Regions from separate parts of the Mus musculus genome. Here regions 1, 2, 3, 4 and 5 are each linked to region 6. The links are chromatin contacts, called in public HiChIP or PLAC-seq and promoter capture Hi-C maps. All regions are on one chromosome and are shown on one strand. Each heading gives the region's core, a stretch centred on a gene start, on an enhancer-like site or on the middle of the called end of the contact. The rest is flanking DNA. Distances are from core to core; before and after follow the strand shown.

Region 1 (3,702 bases), core at 441-2,940, 2.6 Mb before region 6:
GGCTCTCATGAGGAGGCTTAGGCTGACCTGGAAATTTCAGGTCCTCTTGTCACAGCTCCTGACTGCTGTCTATAAGCATGAATCAGTATGGCTTAAGGAGTGATCTTGAACCTACTGTACCAGAGAAACTTATGAAAACAATAAGAAATTTAAAATTAAAGACTACTGGGACTAGAGAAATGGTTTGGTAGATAAGAGCAAATACTATCCTTGCAGAGGACCTGAGTTCAATTCCCAGCACCCAGATCAGGTGGCTCACAACCACCTGTAACTCCAGCTCTGAGTGGTCCTAACGCTACGGCTTCCATGCCAGGCACTTATACTCATATATACCCCCTACCAACACACATAAACAGACATGTACATGATTTAATATGCTTTTAAATACAATTTACTAACGTTTACCTTCATACATATGCATGTGCCTGATGCCCATTGTGGGCCAGAACAGGGCCTGGGTTTTGAGAAATGAACCCAGGTCCTCCGCAAGAACAAGTGCTCTTAACCACTGAACCATCTCTCTAGCCCCTTATGCCCCTTGTGAGCGAGGGTCTCTCTCTCTCTCTCCATAGCCCAAGCTGTCCTGGAAATTTACCATGTAAACCAGGCCAGCCTCAAAATCAGAGACCCCTCTGCCTTTGCCTCCCAAAAGTACTAGGATTGAAAGTCACCACCACCATCATCATTATCATCTAATCTACTTTCCTGATTTTTTGATATTTACAAGTCAAAAAAGAAGAAGCAGAATTTAGTTAAGATAAATAACATGAGTGACCACAAAGTAAAGATACTCTATGCCCTTCCCATATATTTAAAGGTGTTTTCGGAGAAGTACTTACACATCTTTTTATTATGCTCTGAAGTTCCTCCACAGCCATTCCTAATTATTTTCCTAATTTTGATGCTGTAATGAACTAATACAAAAAAACCCAGTTAATTGTGTGATACCATGTAAATTATGTTTCATAAACCGTTTCATTCTGAATTATTAGACAACAAACACAATGTAAAGTTTTATAGGTTAACTGCTATTACTGAACGTTACTGTGTTAGCCTAATGAAGCATTTTTAAAAGCCCCTGATATAATGCCTAAAGAAAGTAATTTTTAAAGAATGACGAGTAAAAAAATAAAAAGAGCCCTAGAAAGAACTACTAGAAAAGCCTTTGTTTAAAAGGAAAACAAAAATCCAAATTGTGGACCTGGAATGAAAAATCTAATCATTAAGTAATTTTTTTAAATGTCCCATTGACAAAAACTGGAATCCAACATAATTAAGTCACCCAAAGAAGTTGAAGATTCCGATGCCGCCCACCCCATTCTCCACAGGATCTCCCTCCTCACATAAACAATCGTCAGTGAGATCACCGAGTATCACGAAAAGGAGGCCAGCAGCGAAGGTCCTTGCCCCGCAGGCGCGAACAGGAAAATCACACCCTACCGCGCCTGGCTGAGGCGAAGGGAGGCCATTTCTCCCTGCTCCTGCAGGGCAGGGTGTCCAGGCTCCAGCACCTCCAGAGGCCGAGCAGGAGAGCCGCGTGCGGCGCAGGTCCTGTTCGGCGAGCCCGATCCGCCCGACCCAGCATGTCTACCTACCCGCCGATCCACGCGCCTGCCTCTTGCCCTCCTCCTCCTTCTCCACTTCAGGTAGCGCAGGCCGCACTCCTGGCCCCGCCCCCGGACCGGACCCTCCCCCTCCGCCGCTCGCCCCGCCCCGCCCTGGGCCCGCCCCCTCCGCCGCTCGCCCCGCCCTCCCTGGGCCCGCCCCCAGCCCGGTTCCGGGCGAAGCGTGAGGAGGTAGATGTGCTGTCCCGACCCCCTCTTCTGACCGCATTTCCCCATGGCTGACTCTGCCGTACCTTGCTCTCTAGGCCCAAGTACCCGGGCTTCCAGCACCCACCGAGATGCTACCGGTACGAACAAGAGCCACCGTCCCAGGCTGGGACCCTGAGACCTTGGTTTGAGTACCACGCACGCGCGGGCCTCTTTCTGAGGCTGCGCCGGGGAGAGCGAGAACTCCGGGTGGATGAGGCCCAGAGCTTCCCAACGCAGGCTGTCCTAGTGCCTTCGGGGGAGGAATCCCACACTCTTACACAGGGGTTTTAGGATCTACCCGTACGTGGGAACAAGTGGCCAAGGCAGGTGGTGGTCAGTTGCCTTGAACCTTGGATTGCTTTGATATCTGGTCTCTGAGGTCTCAGACTCCTCTCTTTAGGCAAGGGAACAAACATTTGGGAGACTGAGCAATGTTTATTCTAAAGGAACCCAGTTTAGAGAGTGTTTTAAAAGCACTTGATTAAAGCGCATCCGATGAGAAAGAGTCCTCGAAGAGACTGCCGTCATGAAAATGTAAAATGTAATTAATTTACAGAAACAATTGAATTTGCTTCCTGTTTAGCCCCCCCTTTTGTTTTTGTTTTTCTGGGGGGGGGGTTGTTTTTCTTTTTTTGTACACATCGAAGTTGGAAATGAGATGTGTGAGAGAAAAGGAAATGGTGCCTACAGTGTGATATTTGGGGACTACTCTGCTACATCAAATGCATTGGCACTTGACTTTTCTCTCTTCAATTGTAGGTACTAAACAGACCCGAGCCCTGAAACGAGGAGATGCATCTAAAAGGTAGAACCACGTGGGCATCTGCATTTCACTTTGCTTTTATCTCATTAATTCAATCTGATTTGGTTTTTTTTTTCTTTTCTTTTTTTTTTTCTTTTCTTTTTTTTTTTTTTTTTTTTCTTTTTTCTTTTTGGTTTTGGTTTTTTTGTTTTGATGTTCTGTTTTCTGATCTTGCAATCTGGGAATTGAACTTAAAGACTTTGTACATTCTAATGAAGCTCTTTGTCTAATTTACCGAGCTATACTCCAGCCCAAATAGTTTAAAAGCATAGTGCATACCTTTCTTGAGAAAATACTGAAGACTCAGGAAGCACTGTCGATTCTCACGTAAGACTGCTCTGTCCTTCAGCTGTAGGAAAACCAATGTGGAGGCTTAGGCTGTTGGAAACTATCATGAACACCTGTAGAAAGTTCTGGGGACATAGTTCCTGAATTAACCAATCTTTCCCATTTCTTCAGGTACACTATTACTGTTGTATGTGCCAAGCTCGCTGAAGCAGGTTCTTTCTTTATCACTTCAAGGCACCTTTTGTCTTCTGGGTTTTTTGTTCTGTTGTTGTTTTGTTTTTCTTTTCTTTTTTCTTTCTTTTCTTTCTTTCCTTCTTCCTTCCTTTCTTTCTTTCCCCTCCCCCCCCCCTTTGGTTTTTCGAGACAGGGTTTCTCTGTATAGCCCTGGCTGTCCTGGAACTCACTCTGTAGACCAGGCTGGCCTCAAACTCAGAAATCCGCCTGCCTCTGCCTCCCAAGTGCTGGGATTAAAACCGTTCTCCACCACTGCCCGTTTTTTTGTTTTCTTTTATTTTGTTTTTGTCTTCTTTGTAACGTTAAATAGGAACTTAAAAACAAACCAACCAAAAGCATCCTTTACAGTTTAGAGCTTCCAAAAAGTCATGGCCTCTCGTGTCACAGAGGAGATAGCTAGAGCAAAACTCATCTGAAGAGACTAACATTCATCACTTCAGGACTCACCGACTCTTCTTGCAAGATAATTTCCAAATACAAGATCGTCTGTATTTGAGTTAGGCCCTTAGGATGTGTTGTTGAACAAGTCGGTTTTGCTCACAAGAACTGAGCTTCCACTTCCGT
Region 2 (3,644 bases), core at 326-2,825, 2.2 Mb before region 6:
GCTGGTATTTAAATAGTTTAAACATTTTTAAAAATTAATAATCTTAATATTAGCCCACTAGCAAGCTTACCCTAATTTCATCATTGATAACGATGCAAATTCAGAAAAGTAAGAAACACACTAAGTGTTTGTCATTAATGTAAGCATAACTATTTGTAAAACTAATTTTGTTTGCGTGGTGTCGGGGATTGAATCCAGAACTCTTAATTTCTAACCTTAACCACATCAGAAAACCTTTGTACAGTTATAGCGCCAAAGATTGCATTCACATCTGTGGAAAACATTTAAAGCCAAAACTAAAGCCTAAAGCTCTACCAACTCCAAAAATTAATAATAGAAAGCTAAGTAGTTTAAGTTCAAAGATTTTAAACATGCCCAAATACTTTAACCTGGAGGGGTGGAATGCTAGACTAGGTTCTAATACTGGTACTCAAGGCACAACTATTTCTGGTGGCGCTGCTACAAACATTCAGTTTTACACCCTTAAAACCATGAGTTGTCAAGTCAGTCTCTCAATCTGGGTTTCTCTCGTTTCGATGTAATGACTTACACTTGCAAATTTCAAATTAAAATATAAGATTTATTTGGACAGTAACGGTTTCTCCTCAACTTTTTCTTTTTTTTCCATACTCATAAGAAGCACACCAACAACTGACCTAAATACACGTCCCATGTCGTCAGGCCTTTTAATGTAAGCAGTGTCCTCTAGAGACATATAACAATACTGCCAATGTGTGAGGCATTGATTTGTAGTTGTTTTTCCATCCGAGCTATGGATTTGTGCTCAGCTACTCACGACGTCTACTAGGTCCCCCTGGTGACCAAACAGTGCACCAAAGCAGCAGGAGGGTTCTAAAGCCTACTGACAGCGGAACAGAAAATCATGAAAAATTAACACGGCAACAGTACACACGACGTGACTGTGAATTGCGTTCGCACTGCTGGCGGGCTGAGTGAAGAGCCGTACAACGGTCACCATCCCCTTTTTGCAAAAGCATCGCCTCGATCGAGCTTGCCTACTCCTCCCTCCCATTTAAACCAGAGATGTGATGAGAACACCAAACCCAGGGGATCTGCACGAGGCACAGCTACTGGCTGGGACTTGGGGAACCACTGGTATGACAATCGGTCACGATTCTGTGGAGCATGGAGGAATGACACACCACCCTTTCCTACCCCAGACACAGAGTCAGGAATGGCAGGTCGAGGGGGGGCCCTTGGGGAAAGCGGGAGAGCACGCAGAGGAGGGACCGCGGCGCGTCCGGGGCCGGGACTCAGAGGGGCTCAGGGCTGGGGCGGCGCCCGAGGAGCGGGACCAGGGCTGGGAGGGCGCGCCGCCAGGTGCCGGTCCGCAGGAGGCGGCGGGGCGCGCACGGAGGGAGGACGGGGCGCTGAGTCCCGCGTGGCGCGGAGCGGAGGGCGCGTGGCGGGGCCGCGGCCGGCCTACCTGGAGGTAATGGGGTTTCCTCAGCCAGGCCCCCGCGCAGAGACTCCTCGCCATGGCACTCACATCGCCCCGCCGCGCCGCAGTCGGAGGCGGACCCGAGCGCGGCCGCCCGCCGGCCTCCCCGCCCCTGCCCCGCCGGCCCGCCCACGGCCCGCCCCCGGCGCGCGCTCCCCGGGGCCGCGCTGCGGCGAGGGCGGCGGGTAGCGGAGGCCGGCTCCGCGCGCAGAACCCCACCCCCACCGCCAGCCGCGGCGGTCGTCAAGGCGCGGGCGCGGGGCTCCGCCATAAAGGGGAGTCGAGCCTCGCGTCCGCCGACACAAATCCGCCTGCGCCTCCGTGCTTAAAGGGGAGGCGCGGACGGGGGAGGGGTACGGCCGAGGCGGGTGCGAGCAGCACGGGGGTGCGCAAAACGTGGGCTCCGTGGAGCGCCCACTTCACTGTGAGGCTTGCGGCTTCACGCGCGGAGTCCCGCCGTCCGCGCTCTGGACCTGTGCGAGCGGATTGCACGGAAATTCTGTGGATGCTTAGAGCTGCATCCTAGGCGACCAACTAACTCATAGATCCTCTCCAGGGAAAGGAGGCTCTCCGGAGACGCGACCACCGCTATCTAGGGGAGGAAGGGACTCCTTCCCGCTCAGTTCTGCGTGGCCTTCCAGACACTTCGCCTCTTTGCGTACCTTAAATTTAATGCAATTTTTTTCTTTTATTTCTTTTTCTTTCTTTTTTACCATTTCGACTTTTTGAAGTTTGCATTGTTTGCAAAACAGCCTCAGAGTTTTCTTGCCTCTACCACAGAATCATGATTCACACGTTAAATACATAATTAAATAAATAAATGCCGGATAAATACAGTGAAGGCAGGAGACCTTCTAGGATATAGCAGAGCAGCTCAGTTAAGGCTATACACCTCAAGGCGTTGCTTTCTTCTGTTGACACTGATGGCCAAATAAGGGAGAAGGGGCCACCCTGGGAGGAGTACAGCTATTGATCTGAGTGACTTCAATGCAGGGAGATGCAGGTCCTACTTCATTTTTTTCCCTTGCTATGCCGTACTTTATGTTTCTAGTGCTTTCAGTTTCTGGAAACAGGTCTTTAACCTGGATAATATTTTGTTACTCGCAAAGAAGTGCATGAGCCACTGACTTTCACTTTTAATTAAATGACTTCAGTAATTTCTAAAGTAAAAGTAAATATGAGCTGGGCATGGTGACTCATGCCTGTAATTCCAGCACTTGGCCAACCGGAGCTACTTAAGACAAAGACAGACAAAGGGAGGGAAGGAAGAAGGAGGAAAGGACGGATCCTACCGGTTTCCTTTAGTTGTTTTTTTGTTTTTTGTTTTTTTAAAGATTTATTTATTACTTATTATATGTAAGTACACTGTAGCTGTCTTCAGACACTTCAGAAGAGGGAGTCAGATCTCGTTACGGATGGTTGTGAGCCACCATGTGGTTGCTCAGATTTGAACTCCGGACCTTCGGAAGAGCAGTCGGGTGCTCTTACCTGCTGAGCCATCTCACCAGCCCTTTTTTTTTTTTTTTTTAAGATTTTATTATTTATATGTGTATGTCTGCCATATTTGTGTGATTGCTTATAAAAGCCAAAAGAGGGCATCAGAACACCTGGGGCTGGAATTTCAGTTGGTTTTAAGCTGCCCAACTTGGGTGCTGGGAACCAAACTCGAGTTCTCTGGAACAGCCAGAAGCCCTCTTAACCACGGAGCAATCTCTCCAGCTCTGCAATAAGTATTTTCTTAGCATCCAGACACTGTTCAAATTTTTTTGCTATGTACACAAAAAGACAAAGCAGGCAGAATTCCTAACTTTATGGATATTACATTTTGGAGATGAGAAGACAGGCAATAAATAATAAACACAATGACTATAGAGAAGTCTGGTAAGAGCCAGTTGTGGTGACATGCCCACAGTCATAGTACTTGGGAGGTGTAAACAGATCAGGAATTCAAGGACAGCCTCAGCCCAGCTCACCTGCACAATTTGGAAACCCTATCTCAAAATAAAATAAAATAAAATAAAATAAAATAAAATAAAATAAAATAAAATAAAACAAAACTGGTCAAGGCCAGGTGAGGTAGTAGCAAGCAGATATGTGTGAGTTCAAGACCTGCCTGGTTTATATAGCTAGTTTCATGCCAGCCAGTGCTTCAAGGTAATGGGGTAGTGAGAGGTAGAGAAAA
Region 3 (3,791 bases), core at 5-2,504, 2.1 Mb before region 6:
AGATACTTCCTGTAATTACTGTAAACATCTATAAATAATCCCAAAGGCTCCACATATAAAAGTTTTACATAAGAATTAAAAAAAGATTTAATAATAAGCGTATTCTGCTGATACTAAAAAGAAAACAATGACACGGGAAGAAAGCTGACAAAGTTCAATGGAAGAAAGGTCATACACTATTATCTTATTTGATTTCAAAGTGATGGATGTACACCCGGGATGACAATGTACCACTAAATACAGCAACAGTCCATTTCAACACATTTCAAAATCTGACTTAGAGATCTTCGCATGGACACAATTCAATACTCCCAAGACTGGGTTTCACTATGCAGCCTTGACTGTTCAGAGATCCACTTGCCTCTGCCACGGGAATGCTGGGGTTAGAGGCGTGTGCCACCACTGCCCAGCCACAATTCAAAACATCGTGCCGATTTTATAATATCGGGATTTGGTGAAAGTGGTGAGAGTGAGTCAAACAAGTGTTATCACTTCGTCCAATAATAAAGAAGAACGTGTATCAACCCCTTACAGCGAACTTCTCAGAACTGTAGGGTATGTAAACTAGCTTGAAATGGCTTGGGGGAATTAAGAAACAAAGAGTAACGCCATTGACGTCACCAGTGCTGGCCTCTTTCCGACCAGAGGAAAGGGAAGAGAGAGGGTAGGTGTCAATTTTAGGACTGGCCAAACTTGTGAGTTCCAGGCTCCCAGGAGCCCCGCTTAAGTACGCCTGCGCCAAGCAGGCCAGTTTCCCAGGAGACCCTCCTCGGATTCACCTCGGTCGCTGTCCCACCTTTTCCAAGTAGGTGAGAGGCGACCATGTGGTGCGGCCCGGCCCAAGGAAGGCTAGCCCACTTCCGCACTTACTTGGTATTCGATCTCCAACGATGCCTTCAGGGGCATGGGCTGGTAGAAACACTCCTTCCGGCCGGCCGGCAGCGTGAAGGTAAAATCACTGTCCAAAGAGGGTGTGAAGCCGGCCGCCCCGCGCAGCAACGCTGCGGGCAGAGCGGACAGGAGCAGCACGGGGAATGGCAGCCACATCCTGCCGCCCATCCCTGTCGATCTCTGCCTGGACGCGTGTAGGGAGGTGCGGGATACTGGTGTCTCCGATTTGAAATCCCGATCTGAGGGAACTTCAGGCAGCGGCGAGCCTCACTCTCTTGGAAGGTGGAAGCACTGCCTTCCACTGGGCCGGGCGAGGGCGGGGCCAGCGTCCCCTTTCGGCTGCCTTCTGGGTTTCGCATCCTTCCTTCACACCAGACTTGTCGGTTTCGGCTTCCCTCACACACGCCAATCAACGTTGGCGGGGGTAACGACGGGAAATGTAGTCCGAGGTGACCACGGCACGCCGCTCATCCGCGCTTCCAGACTCATTTCCCGGCATGCCCTGCGCCCCGCTCCCGTTCGCAGAGCCCCGCGTGGTGGGCGGGGTCGGGGCCCGGGAGGCGGGTCCCAACGGCTGCCGCGGCGGTTCGAACTCGGCGCCTCGGAGGTTCGCTGGTTCTCCTCATCGAGAGTCAGAGGCTTCCATGTCGTGGGCTGCGAGAGTGTCCCAGGCTTCCGAGCGCAGAGGAGGCTCGCGGTGCGCCGTGGTCTGGGGACGCTAACCCCGCCTGCGATCTGGGTGGTGAGCAAACGCCTCCTGGCTGGAAAAGGGCTTTCCCGAGGGGTTTGTTTTCTCTTGGGACAGTCGACCTGCGCCTGGCCTGCTTGTGAGGCGTTTTCTTTTATTTGAGGCAGAATCGGAAAGGAGGCTGCCAGACTTTGCTCTACTCCCTACAGGCAGATGGAGGACCTCTTTCTTGAAATAAAATACTGTATAAAACCATGTACTCTTTCTCAAGCGGAAAGTCCTGTCACAGGATTTTATAGAGTGTAAAGTGCTTGTCCTTCGCTCGATGAGTGTGCGTGTGTGAGAACTCATTTTTCACTAGACTTGAAGATACGGTTGTCAGGGCCGCCCTATAGGTAAGATGATAAGCCTTTCTACGTACACATACTACAGGTAAACGTAGGAAAATGAGGATGTTTAAATACCAGACGTATCCAATTCTGAACGGCTAGAAAATTCTTACGTGAAAATGCACAAGTTGCTGAACGTAAAAGCCTGACTTAAATGGTGTCCTACAGTACTGATCAGCATTTTCTAGTCTCAAGTTTCTTCTTTTCTCTCCTCCATTATTCTGTACGAAGCTAGAGATGTTGCATAGATGTGAAGTAGCATGGATTCCTGAGCCACTGACTGGGGAAGTCTTCCAGCTTATGCAGAAGCAAATTTGTTAAAAAGAAAACCAGAAACAGGGTAGAAAAGGGTAGAAACATTTACATCTACAAAATATCTCGTTTAATTTTAGGCCTCAACTTTTTCCAATAAGGTGCGAGGTGTTTTTTTGTTTTTGTTTTTTTTTCCAATCCACCCTACTCCTGAGAAATTTTGCGTGGGAAATTAATGTACCAGGACCGTTTTTACCTGAGTGAGGGAGGGAGAAGGCAGTTTATTCATTTATCCGTTCAAAATAATTGAGTTTTCCTAAGTGCATTACACTCTTGAACATAATAGGTGGGAATTAATAATATCTGTAACCCAAATTTTAAGAAAGGCAATGAAAGAGGTGCTACAGTGAAAAAAAAATTAAATGGAATATGAGAGAGAAGTGAAATTGTAAGATTATGCAGAAAGTTCTATAGTAGGAGTGGAAATTCTAAAACTTTTTAGTTTTTATTTTAGTAATTACAATAATAAAGCATCCTTTACTGTGATTTCAAGAATATTAATTTTACTCTGTGTCTGTGGGTGTTTGGGATCCTCTGAAACTCGAGTTACAGACCATTGTAAGCTACCATGTGGGGGCTGAGAATATCAGTGGCAACCCTTTGAAAGAGCAATGCCTTTAAACCCAGAGCCATCTCTCCAGCCCATCATGATCTTTCTTTTTTTTTTCTTTTTTTTTTTTTTAAGATTTATTTATTATTTATTATATGTAAGTACACTGTAGCTGTCTTCTGACATTCCAGAAGAGGGAGTCAGATCTCGTTACGGATGGTTGTGAGCCACCATGTGGTTGCTGTGATTTGAACTCTGGACCTTTGGAAGAGCAGTCAGGTGCTCTTACCTGCTGAGCCATCTCACCAGCCCCATGATCTTTCTTTTATGGCCAAGAAACTTAGTTTCATGCTCACAGGTTGGTGCAGCAAACAGTTCACTGCATGTAGTTCTATGAGTTGAACTGCTAACTGTCATTTTTGTTTTGTTTTGTATTTTTTTGAGACCATGTCATACTATACAGGCCAGGTTGGCTTTGCGCTCACAGAGACCCACTTGCCTCTACTTCCCAAGTGCTAGGATTAAAGGAATGGTAACCATATCCACTCTCTACATGTCATTTTGATCTGTGATTATGACTCGCGAGTGTTGTTAAATTTTACAACCACTGTGAATGGGAGGAGATAACTTACCTGGTAATAATAGCTTTTAAGAATTTATGGAAGATTTTTGTTTTGTTTTGTTTTGTTTTGTTCTTTTTTGAGACAGGGTTTCTCTGTATACCCCTGGCTGTCCTGGAACTCACTCTGTAGACCAGGCTGGCCTCGAACTCAGAAATCCACTTGCCTCTGCCTCCTGAGTGCTGGGATTAAAGGCATGGGCCACCACGCCCGACAGAAGATTGTTGTAACATCAGATATCCAGGGCTTCTAAAGTTAAGTTTTAACATCTCATATTGAAGTTAATTAGAAAACTATACCTTGATTCAAATCTCAGATTGATCCTCTAAAATTGTGTGACT
Region 4 (3,615 bases), core at 221-2,720, 2.2 Mb before region 6:
AGAGACAGAGAGAGAGAGTGTGTGTGTGTGTGTGAGAGAGAGAGAGAGACAGAGACAGAGAGAGTGTGTGTGTGTGAGAGAGACAGAGAGAGTGTGTGTGTGTGAGAGACAGAGAGAGACAGTGTGTGTGTGAGAGAGTCAGATACAGAGACACATGAGAGAGAGAGAGAGACAGAGAGAGAGAGAAAGAGGGAGAGACACAGATTGATATAATGTACTGAATAAAATATACTGTATAATACAAAGCTAGCCATGGTGGCTCAGGCCTTTTAATCCCAGTACTGAGGAGGCAGAGACAGGAAGATCTCTGTGAGCTTGAGGCAAGCCTGGTCTACACAATGAGTTCCAGGACAACCAGAGCTATATAATAGATAGACTCTGTCTTCAAAAAAGAAAAAAAAATGTAGTATAATATGAATATGCCTATTTGCCAGATTTTTCAGAACCTAGGTAAAGGGAACTCTTTTTTGTTTTGTTTTGTTTTGTTTTTCGAGACAGGGTTTCTCTGTATAGCCCTGGCTGTCCTGGAACTCACTCTGTAGACCAGGCTGGCCTTGAATTCAGAAATCTGCCTGCCTCTGCCTCTCAAGTGCTAGGATCAAAGGCGTGCGCCACCACCGCCCAGCTTAAAGGGAACTCTTGAAATATGAGTGAAAGGAATTTAGATCATAAGAGGTATTTCTTCAGAGAGAAAATTCAGTACTGCCTCTGTGACATAATCTGTGATAAAAAGTATATGACTCTGAAAATATTTTCACAAAATAGAAACGTATTACAGGTGTTTCTATAAGTGCTGGGTTGCATTCAAATATAAGTCAAAGATATAAGCATGCATTCCATTTATCAGCTGGGCCTCATATAAAAGCCTGCAATAGTATGAAAGTTGTGTGTTCCTTCAATCAACTGCTTTGCAGGAGGGTATGCTCAAATTTCACTACAATTAGGAAAGGTCACAAAGCAGGTAAACAGGGAAAAAAAAATCTCGTTCATCGTCAGAGGAAAAAAAAGTGAAAATCTCCCATTACAGATTCCAGATAAGTTTGGATTTGGATAGTATTCATTGAACGAAATTTGCCATCCAGGGTCTCCTCCCCACTTAAGGGGATTATAACAGCAGGCCTCTAGGTGAAGGTAAAAGAAAAGTATTTTTTCCAGTTAATAATTTCCTTTCTTCAGAAAGGAAATCACCCCATCAAGATGTACTGAGCAATATCCTATTTCTGAGGGCATTAAAAAAGACCGCACGAAAGACTGGACACGATCTCTCTTTTTAAAAGACCTAGTAAGGCAAGCATCAGCGTCGGGAAGCGCTGCGCTCACTATTGTGTCTGCACCGGCAGCAAGAGGACTTAATTCCACCGCGACGTTAAAGAGTCCCTCTTTGTTCAGCGCTGGTCCGGGACGCAGGGCGCGGTGTTCCTCCGCGCTCGCCGCGCAGGCCCCGCCCCTCTGCGGCTCTGGAGAGCTGCCATTCGGCCCCGGAGTAGCTCCGCGCTCCCAGAATGCACCGCTAGTCCGCGGGAAACCAAAATGGCGAAGGGCTGTTGCGAAGTGGTCTGTGTTTGAGGCCGGTGTGAGCACGCACATTCTCCTTCCTAACCCTCGTCCCCAAGGAACTCGGTGTGTGTGTGCGTGTGCGCAGGGCTCCCGCTGGGGCGGGTGCCCAGGGAGTGCCCGGACTCGCGGGGGAGCGCCCACGGGAACGAGATTGCTTCTATTTTCCTGTATGAAGCGGTTGGCACCACTTAAGTGACCGAATGAGGTGAGAGACCTTGGCCTGGGAACCGACTCTTTGGGAGGAGGTTGGGATGAGGAGAGACGAAAGAAAGGAAGCAAAAGAAAGGGGAAAGATGGAGGCTCCGCTTTGGGCAAGGGAGTCCTGTGTGGGGGTGTTTTTGCATTGATGCATATGTTGAAAGAATGGATCGGGAGGGGTAGTCAGTGAGATGTTGGTAAAAATAGGGACTGGGGGAAGGAGCGGGGCGCCCCGCTCGGGAGTCAGTTGGTGGAATTAGATAAAACGTTGAGACAGGGAAGCTGTGTTTGGAGGGCAGGAAGGAACCTGGGGGCGGGAGACGGTTGGAGGGGCAGGATGAACCTGGTGATGAGGGGGTGGGGAACCGAGGGGAGGAGCCGTCAGAATGCGGGGAGCCTAGTAGAGGGGCTGACTGGCACTTTAAGGGGTGCTAAGGAAAGTAGCAGTTTGGAACCAGAGGGTGCTGGAATTGTGTGGAATTGTGGTAGGGGAATCTAGTGGTGGGCTAGATAGCTAGCGTACGAGGATGAGGAAAATACCCTGGAAAGCAAGCCCTGGAAGCTTAAAGAGAAGAAGTGATAGGTGAATTGATACGGGGAAGAGATAGCTTTTATTTGGAGGCATTTCTTCCGTTCAATTAAAATTTCTTGCCCTGATAATTTGTATTCATCATTACAACTTAGTTACTTACGGCACTAAGGGGTTTAACCAAAATTTTCCAGGATTTCTTAACACATTTCCATAGTGCCAGAACTCTTAACTGTGATTTACAATCTGCAGTCCTTGGTGGTTAATTTTTTCTTTGGCAGAGATGGATTTATTGAGTGGTACGAGAGATTGTGAACAATAGGAAAAGGGGTATGGAATGCTGTTTTATTCTTTAAAACCTTTAACTTTGGTTGAAGATATTACCATGCAACAGTAGTTAGAATTTGAAAACCCAGACAAGCCTGTAATTGACATAGAAAAGTACCTCATGAGATCAAAGTAGAGCTAGAAATATGTTAGTGGTTGGTTGACTCCGTTTTCTCTAGCAGCAAGTACTTTCTCCTTCAAATAGATTCCATGTAATCTTCATAGGAACTTCTGCAGACTGTTTTCAGCCTTTATGTTTTAATTTTTCTTTTGGGAATTTCTTTTTTGGGAGAGAATTGTGGGTAAAAAAACTGATTCTTTTTAGGATGCTGGATAATACTTTAAATGTTTATTTTTTTATTTAATGTATATAAGCACACTATTGCTGTCTTCAGACACATCAGAAGAGGGCATCAGATCCCATTACAGATGGTTGTGAGCCACCATGTGGTTGCTGGGAATTGAACTCAGGACCTCTGGAAGAGCAATCGGCACTCTTAACCACTGAGCCATCTCTCCAGCCCCCTGGACAATGCTTTAAGTGGAGGATTTTTGTTTTTTGTTTTTTTGTTTTTCCTTTTTAAGTTTTGAAGCAGGGTCTCGTTATATAACTCTGGCCAGCCTGGAACTCACTTTGTATTCCAGACTGGCTTGAAAAGACAGATCTGTCTGCACCTGCACACTGAATGCTGATGGAGATCACTACCATGCTCGGCTGTTATTACTTTACTTGAGTTCACATCAGCAACTATCATTGGGTATGCAACTATATTTAAATGTGTACTGTGGAGATTTCTTTTCCTTTTGTTTTCTCCTTTTCTTATTTATTTATTTATTTATTTACTTACTTATTTATTTATTTTTGGAGACAGGGTTTCTCTGTATAGCCCTGGCTGTCCTGGAACTCACTTTGTATAGACCAGGCTGGCCTTGAACTCAGTAATCCACCTGCCTCTGCCTCCCAAGTGCTGGGATTGAAAAATTGCCTGGCGAATTTTTTTTCC
Region 5 (3,687 bases), core at 135-2,634, 2.0 Mb after region 6:
GGAACCTACTCTTGCCTGGCCAGTTCCAGACCCTGCTGGGAAGGCTTGTTGAGGGGAATCCAGCTTACTTGTGGAATCATAAAGCTCAGAGAAAGCCCTCAGCGGAGCAGAAGTCCCCTTCAGGCAGACCTTGCTCTTTGATCTTTCTTCACCCATAAATAGTATAAAACTCCCAGAGCTGTGTCGTTAGTCACAAAAAAAAAAAAAAAATCTCAAATATGCACTCAGTAAATGCTATGTTGTGTGGTTTCATTTTTGGTAACTGGCTTCACCAAGACGGGGACTTTGTCAGCCCAGCATCTCCCACAGGGCAGGCACTGTTTTATAGACTACATGAATGAATGAATGAATGAATGAATGAATGACAAACACATATCTGTGTGCCTTGCTTTGTCTGGCCTGTAGAGATATTTGTGTTAGTTGTAACTAGTATAAAAATGAATTTCATTTAGTTTTGTACAGGTTTGGGGTATACGGTTTCACAACACCCTGGAAGGTCAAAGGATTTGTTTGGGTGGGAGGGGTACGTCCTTGTATGATGTGGGTCCCTCATCGAACTCATGTCGTCAGACTTAGAGGCAGGCGCTCTTACCCACTAAGCCATCTCGCAAACACCAGGATTTTATTTTCAATATTTATTTTTATTACTGTGTGTCAAGGCACACGTGTGGAGGTCGGAGACAACTTTGTGGAGCCGGTTCTACTCTTCCATCTCTGCACGGGTTTCGGGGATTGCAAGCGTCTTTACCAAACGAGCCATCTAATGTATTTTAAAATGGTAAAACACACCACAACTCGTGCGCGCGCGCGCGCGCTGTAAACAGAGGCTATAGAGGACGCAGCGAGAGGCTAGCCTACACCTTCTCCTTTGCTCTGCACACCTTGGGCTGGCTCCTTTCTGGGACCCAATCCTGTACCTATAGTGCACACCCCTGCGCTGACGGACAGCCATCCCGCTCAGCGTCTGAACGCCAGCTTGTGGCTGCGCCCTCAAGGATGCCGTGCAGAGGAGGAACGCCCTGCGTAGTTAAAGGAGCCAGAGCAGCAAGCTCTAACGGCAGGGGCTCCGCCCCCGGGGAGGAGATGAGGGCGGGGCAACGCTGGAAGGGGCGGGCTCTCTTGGCCACACCCCTTGCGTCATGGCGCTAGAGGGGAAGCTAGGGGAGGGGGAGTGGCGGAGGCCGTGCGTGTGGGCAGGGCCTATCTGGGTCCCGCCCCCAACCCTCTGGGCAAGCCTGGAGTGTCGCGGCTCTAGCGATAGACGTTGGGGGCGTGGTCAAGCACTAGGCGACAGGGGCGTGATCACGAGTGGCTCCGCCCCTTGCGTCACGACACGCGGCCCCGCCCCTCGCGGCGCCTCCCTGGCGGCCGGCAGGGAGCCGGAGTCTGCGCGGGCGCCGATTTGGGCACGGTAGGTGGCAGCGGCCTCGGCCAGTACCAGGTCAGGGCTGCGTGGCGCGGTCCGGACGGTGGGCGGCGCGGACAGGCCTGGTCGCCGCGGGAGGACGCGCGTGGCCTGGAGCCCCACCCGCGCGGCGCCGCGGGGAAGTTAACTTGCGGAGGTCGCGGCCCACGGTGGTTCTTAAGAACGCGTAGACCTCTCTTGCTCTGCCCTGTTTTGCTTGCTTCCTGCTTCACACGTGGGAAACTGAGGCCTGGGGTCACGTGCCCGGGCGCTGGGACTCACAGCTAGGACGGGGCAGAAACTCTCCCGCGGGGTTTTGTGCGCGCGAGCGAGCGTGTGACCCTCCCCCCTCCCCCCAGAGGTGGCTGCCCCTGTACCCACTGCTCCCGGTGTTCATACTGTTCCTTGCCCTCCCCAACCCCTTGTTTCTTTCATTCTAGCAGGGATGCCCGATGGTTAGTTAGGCCCAGCTTCTGCATTGGGGCAGATCGGGCTGGGAGGCTCCGGCTTAGTATTGGGGACATGCCCTTTCTCCAGCCTCTGTTTCCGGACATACAGAACTGGGTTTGTTTCGTTACCCTGAAGAAGCTGTTAAGTTATTTGTGAACCGCTGTACCCGCCTTGCCTCGCCTTGGGCTCATTCCATTTACCATATCTTGTTTTAAAAACCGTATCTAAGGATTTTTTTTTTTGTAACACTTTTTCTGAAGGTCTGATCCACTAACCATATAAATCTTCTTTTGGAAGTAAACTTTAGGTGGTTGGTGGGTTTTAGGATGCTCACATTACGCACTGATCCTCGTCTACTTTTAGAACATTTGTACATCCCCCAAAGCAGCAGTCCCTAACCCTCAACTCCCAAACCTCTTTCCCCAGACCCCGGCTCACCTTCATCTACACTACTATCTGTCTATGGATTTCTCTGCTCTGGGTGGTTCTGTGTATGGTTCCTCATGTGCATAGTATTTCCTAGTGTGGATATTGTGTGTGTGTGTGTGTGTGTGTGTGTGTAGTCCATTGGTTTGTAGATGGACAGTGGGTTGATGTTCCTTTATGGCTGTGATTAGTATTGTTGCTGGGAATACACACACTGTATTTCTCTTTTCAGTTTTGCCTAAATTTCAGGATCCCTTTAAAGTTTAACCTATTGAGGAGCTGCCAAACTCCCAAAGTGCCTTACCACTTTACTGCCTCTGGAATGTGATGGTTATGATGATATTTGTGACCAAGTCTTATCTACCTCAAGCTGACCTTGAACCCCAGACTCTCCGGTTTCAGCCCCGGAGTGCTGGAATTAGAGGCTTGTGCCACTTGCCTGGCTTGAGGTTTCCCATAAATTCTGAATATGTTTCGTTTCTTCTGAAACATCAGCGTCTTCCTGGCTTCAATGCATTTGTTATAAATGATTTCCTAGTTCATTAGTGCTCTGAGGGGTACCCTGCATGTCATCCGGGCGGTTCCTGGGACCTGCTAGTAAGCAGCAGTGGTGAGCAGATTTGTGGTTGACAGCTTCAGTACCTGTTGGGGTTAGGGCCTGGACCTGCCCACCCTCTTCCTGTGCTGGGGGAGGTAAGGTTATAAAAGAGAGTCACTGTGCTTCCCACAGTGAGGGGGGGGGTGCGCGTTCATGTGTGCATGTGTGTGTGTGTGTGTGCAAGCTCCGTCGAGAAAGTGTGTATTGAGACAGGGTCTCCTGTGACTCGGGCTGGCCTTCACGTCACTATGGAACTGAAGATGACCTTTAGCCTCTGTTCCTCCTGCCTCCACTTCCTGAGTGCTATACAGGTGTGCATCGTGACACCTTCTGCATTCAGTGCTGGGGTGGAACCCAGAGCCTCCGGCAAGCTAGGAGATCGAGCTTCCAATAGAACTGAACTCCTTTTATAATTATTGTGGGTGGTGTGTGTGTCTGTGCACGTGTAGGGTCTGGGGAGGCCGGCAGTTGATGTAGGATGCCTTTCTCTGTCGAGCCTCATCTTGTTTTTTGAGGCACAGTCTCTTGCTTAACCCAGAACTTGCCATTTTGCCTAGAATGGCCGGCCAGGGAGCCTCTGGGACTAATTTATAACTCCAACTCGGGGATTGCAGGCACACGCTGCTGAACTCAGATTTTTTTTTTTTTCTTTTTGAAACAAGACCATACTGTGTAGCCTTTGGTTGACCTGCATCTGACAGATATCCACGTGCCTCCTAACTGCTGGAATCAAAGCTGTGTACCACCACACCCAGCCTTTTCCAGGCATGCAGAGACCCAGTCTCTGTTCCGCAGGCTAGCCTAGCAT
Region 6 (3,562 bases), core at 86-2,585:
GGTTGTGAGCCACCATATGGTTGCTGGGAATTGAACTCAGGACCTCTGGAAGAGCAGTCAGTGATCTTAACCGCTGAGCCATCTTTTCAGCCCCCCACCCCACATGGTCTCTTTAAATAAACACAATTATGAAGCAAAAGACAAAACATTAAAAGTTGTTCTCCACTGCTCTATGACATATTCCTGTACCTGTTTCTTTAAGGAATTAATACTACTTTACCCATCTGCCTATAATTAAATTTAACTTATTTATCTTGGTTTTTTTGAGACAAGGTTTTGCTACTTAGTCTTGGATGCCTCTTGGGCTGGATCTATAGACCAGGGTGGCCTCGAACACAGATATCCACATGCTTCTGTCTGGAATTAAAGATGTGCACCACCACGCCCAGCTAAATACTGAAATACATCTAAATTAGCTTTCTAATCCTGGGGCTATAAAAATAACTGGAAATTCATCTTAGCATTTCTCAAGTCATCTAGTTTGGCTTCCCTGAGACTGTTCTGAGGAGTAAGTAACATCTTTAACTGAAGATATGACCTGAAGGGTATGTATATCTGACTCTTGGCTGGTAACCTGTAAATTGAACGTGTCGGGGCCTCCACTCAGGCCTTTTTAGGCCATTCCTCAGGCCACCCTCTCCGGATAGTGAGAATTGGTCTTACCAAGTTCTCACTGGCAGGAGGTAGGATACACATTTGAACAGAACAGGCCTCCATCCTCCACTCTGCCTTCTAAAGACCACTCAGAGTACATGTGAGAAGCCTCTACACCATCACGGGCTTCCATAGCTCATGATCTGTGGGCAGAAATTAATGTGACATGCTTGTAATCACATTTCTGCGAGCTCAAGGAGGCAGATCTCCAGCATAAGGCCAGTTTGGGGATATATAGTTAAGACTCAAAAAAGAAAAACAAAGGTTAGAAAAGGACTTCAAAAATTAAAATCAGCAGCCTGGCATGGTGGCTCACATCTTTAATCCCAGTGCTAGGTAGGCTTTCGCGTTATCCGTCGGAATGGTATAGGCATTCTGCCTGTATTCCAGAGAAAATCTTCATTAACAACAGGAGGCAGAGCTGGGCTTTCTGGCCGCCGTATTCATCCTCAGCCCCTATCAGTCAAGCACTATGGCCCCAGCTCTGCTGGCTTCGGGATGACACACAGTCTGGGTGACCCAGGAGCCCGCTCGCGCTCTCCAGCAGCGACAACTCGGGGCGGCGCACCTGAAGAGCGAGCCGCGCCAGGCAGCGCGCCGAGTCCGACTCAGGACCCCGACCAAGCTGCCCGCGCCACTGCCGGGCTGCGCTCGCGTTAATCAGGACCCCGGGCTGCCTCCGGAGCCGCCTGAGGCTGCGTTCCGGGCCGCGTTCTAGCCTGATCGTTGGGAAACGGGACGGCCCGCACTGCGCGCGCAGCCCGCCTGGTCTAACCACGGCCGGGCGGAGGAGGAGGCTTGGGGCAGGCGCGACTCCCGTGGCGAGGCGAGCGGTCTTCTGAGGGCCGGAGGCGGGAGCGACGCGGGCTGCATTTGCAGCGGCCGCGCTCAAGGCCTCGGCGCCGGCGGTGGCGATGCTGTGGCAGCGGCTGGCTGTGGTGGAGTGGGCGGCCCTGGCCTGGGAGCTCCTGGGCGCCTCGGTGCTGTTCATCGCCGTGCGCTGGCTGGTCCGCCGGCTAGAGAAGCGGCCGCGGGACCTGAACCGTTGCGGGACGCTCTCCTCTCCGCCCAGCGCGTCTGAAGCGGTGGCCGCACAGCCAGGTAAGGCAGCGTCAGTCGTGGGAGGAAAACCTCACTCTCCACGCCCCCTGGATACGGTAAGACCCTATCGCGGATATTTTGGAAACTTTTGATGAGAACCCACAGCCCTGTTAGCACTTCTTCTCTCCACCTCTCTAAACTGTAATCCCATGTTTACGAGGTATGTGTTTTGTTTTTGTTTTGTTTTTTAAGATTTCTTTAGAATTTTTTAAATTTATTTTTAAGATTTACTTATTTTATGTCTATGAGTATACACTGTAGCTGTGCAGATAGTTGTGAGCCTTCATCTGGTTGTTGGGAATTGAATTTAGGACCTCTGTTCGCTCGGGTCAACCCTGCTCGCTCACTCCGATCGGCCCCCCGCCCAAAGATTTATTTATTGTTATAAATAAGTACACTGTAGCTGTCTTCAGACGCACCAGAAGAGGGCGTCAGGTCTCTTGTTGTGAGCTACCATGTGGTTGTGAGATTTGAACTCAGGACCTTCGGAAAGAGCAGTCGGTGTGCTCTTTCACCAGCCCGAGGTATGTGTTCGTATGAAGCCACTTTTCACTAACGCTCACTTTCTCCTAAATCTAGTTCTTAGTGGAAGATGAAAAGTAATTCTTCTAGAAGGAAAATGACATTTTAAGCCATTAACTCAACTTTAGAACTTTAGAGATAACCCAACCCTAACAAGATCTTACGGGTAACAGAGGCTCCATTTGCTACTATGAACTTAAACACAATTTCATTTTTTAATTACTTAGGGCTGGGTATAAAACTCAAGGCGTGGCACATCTTGACAAGTCTTCTACCACTGACATACATATCAACCCTTTCTTAGCAGTCGTTGGTTTCTTGGGGGTTTTGTTTTCGTGTTTTTGTTTTTGTTTGTTTGTTTTTTGCTTAAGAAATGGGAACAGGAAGGTCAGGGTAATGCTGGTTATTTTTACATGGCCGTGGAGAAATGAAATGTTTGTGTTGTGACAACAGGGCCAATGCTTGTCTTTTGGGTTTTACATTCTCTTGACCCCGCTAAGAAAATAGCATGGTCTTATTGCAACTTGATGTGCCAGGGCTGGTTGATGGGGTGGAGAGGAACTGAGAGGAGAGGGAGGGCAAACTTTGGTCAGGATGTAAAACAAACAGTTGAGTGTTAAAAAAGGAAGTGGCACCGAAAGAGACTAGTCTCCGACTTGGAAATACACACACATATACACTTGTAGGTGCAGTTACAGGAAAGCACAAAGCAGTAAGGGCAACTTTAATAAATATAGTGTGCACTAGCCCGTTTACTCAGTGAACACTGTACGAAAAACTCAAGAGCAGGTCACAGTGAAAATCACCCAGTGCATGTGGCTAAAAGGGTATAGAGAGAGCCAAGACCAGTGTTTGCGGCATCTTGTTTCACTGAAAGATTCTTTTCAGTTTTTAGTTTTTCATTTTGAAGTCATTTTAGGTGTATAAAGGTTTATAAAACAATACAGAACAGTTCAACTCATGTACTAAGATCCTCTACCAGCTGATCGGGGGGAAGGAGTTCAGCCTAAAGTGAGTATCAATGTATATATCTATTAGATTGAAGATTTAAAAATCCTGATGTCTGCAAACGTCTGCAGATGCTGAGAAGATGGCTCTCCCGCATTGCTGGTGTGTCTGTTAATGGTATAGTCCCTCTGGAGACTATAGTCTAGTCTCAAGGAAGTTAAGCCTGCCCTGTACCCATAAGCTTTTGTTCTAGAGAAACGAAACTCTTACTTGTTTAATGTTCTTGCTATGTACCTTAGGCTGGCCTTAAGCTCGTGATCCTGCCTTATGGGCTAGG

The links. Promoter capture Hi-C pulls out the DNA fragments that hold promoters and counts their contacts. HiChIP or PLAC-seq counts read pairs in DNA pulled down with a chosen protein or histone mark.
Region 1: a contact with region 6 is called in a promoter capture Hi-C map of cranial neural crest. The contact joins the promoter of Glmn here to the promoter of Ankle2 in region 6. A contact is called at or near these places in 3 of 39 promoter capture datasets (cranial neural crest, frontonasal cranial neural crest and hippocampal neurons).
Region 2: a promoter capture Hi-C map of hippocampal neurons shows a contact between it and region 6, with 3 times the contacts expected there. The contact joins the promoter of Dipk1a here to the promoter of Ankle2 in region 6. A contact is called at or near these places in 3 of 39 promoter capture datasets (cranial neural crest, hippocampal neurons and second pharyngeal arch cranial neural crest).
Region 3: an H3K4me3 HiChIP or PLAC-seq map of embryonic forebrain shows a contact between it and region 6, with 7 times the contacts expected there. The contact joins the promoter of Tmed5 here to the promoter of Ankle2 in region 6. A contact is called at or near these places in 3 of 39 promoter capture datasets (cranial neural crest, frontonasal cranial neural crest and hippocampal neurons) and 3 of 115 datasets of contacts at active chromatin or transcription factors (astrocytes, embryonic forebrain and embryonic limb bud).
Region 4: a promoter capture Hi-C map of liver shows a contact between it and region 6, with 3 times the contacts expected there. The contact joins the promoter of Mtf2 here to the promoter of Ankle2 in region 6. A contact is called at or near these places in 5 of 39 promoter capture datasets (the HPC-7 cell line, cranial neural crest, frontonasal cranial neural crest and 2 more), 2 of 115 datasets of contacts at active chromatin or transcription factors (astrocytes and embryonic stem cells) and 1 of 9 other capture datasets (liver).
Region 5: a promoter capture Hi-C map of pre-B cells shows a contact between it and region 6, with 6 times the contacts expected there. The contact joins the promoter of Tpst2 here to the promoter of Ankle2 in region 6.

Annotation. Positions count from the first base shown.
Region 1 is chr5:107,595,949-107,599,650 of GRCm38.p6, forward strand. Glmn (glomulin, FKBP associated protein) reads right to left here and starts at 1,691. Exons shown (of 19, transcript NM_133248.2): 1 at 1,596-1,691; 2 at 840-914. The coding sequence starts at 878. Rpap2 (RNA polymerase II associated protein 2) reads left to right here and starts at 1,748. Exons shown (of 13, transcript NM_144911.3): 1 at 1,748-1,912; 2 at 2,574-2,619. The coding sequence starts at 1,840.
Region 2 is chr5:107,985,502-107,989,145 of GRCm38.p6, forward strand. Dipk1a (divergent protein kinase domain 1A) reads right to left here and starts at 1,576. Exons shown (of 5, transcript NM_026062.4): 1 at 1,448-1,576. The coding sequence starts at 1,501.
Region 3 is chr5:108,131,366-108,135,156 of GRCm38.p6, forward strand. It overlaps Tmed5 (transmembrane p24 trafficking protein 5), which reads right to left and starts at 1,255. Exons shown (of 4, transcript NM_028876.3): 1 at 871-1,255. The coding sequence starts at 1,059. It overlaps Ccdc18 (coiled-coil domain containing 18), which reads left to right and starts at 1,549. Exons shown (of 29, transcript NM_028481.1): 1 at 1,549-1,633.
Region 4 is chr5:108,064,204-108,067,818 of GRCm38.p6, forward strand. It overlaps Mtf2 (metal response element binding transcription factor 2), which reads left to right and starts at 1,471. Exons shown (of 15, transcript NM_013827.3): 1 at 1,471-1,762. The coding sequence starts at 1,758.
Region 5 is chr5:112,275,361-112,279,047 of GRCm38.p6, forward strand. It overlaps Tpst2 (protein-tyrosine sulfotransferase 2), which reads left to right and starts at 1,385. Exons shown (of 7, transcript NM_009419.5): 1 at 1,385-1,411.
Region 6 is chr5:110,229,669-110,233,230 of GRCm38.p6, forward strand. It overlaps Ankle2 (ankyrin repeat and LEM domain containing 2), which reads left to right and starts at 1,336. Exons shown (of 13, transcript NM_001253814.1): 1 at 1,336-1,755. The coding sequence starts at 1,569.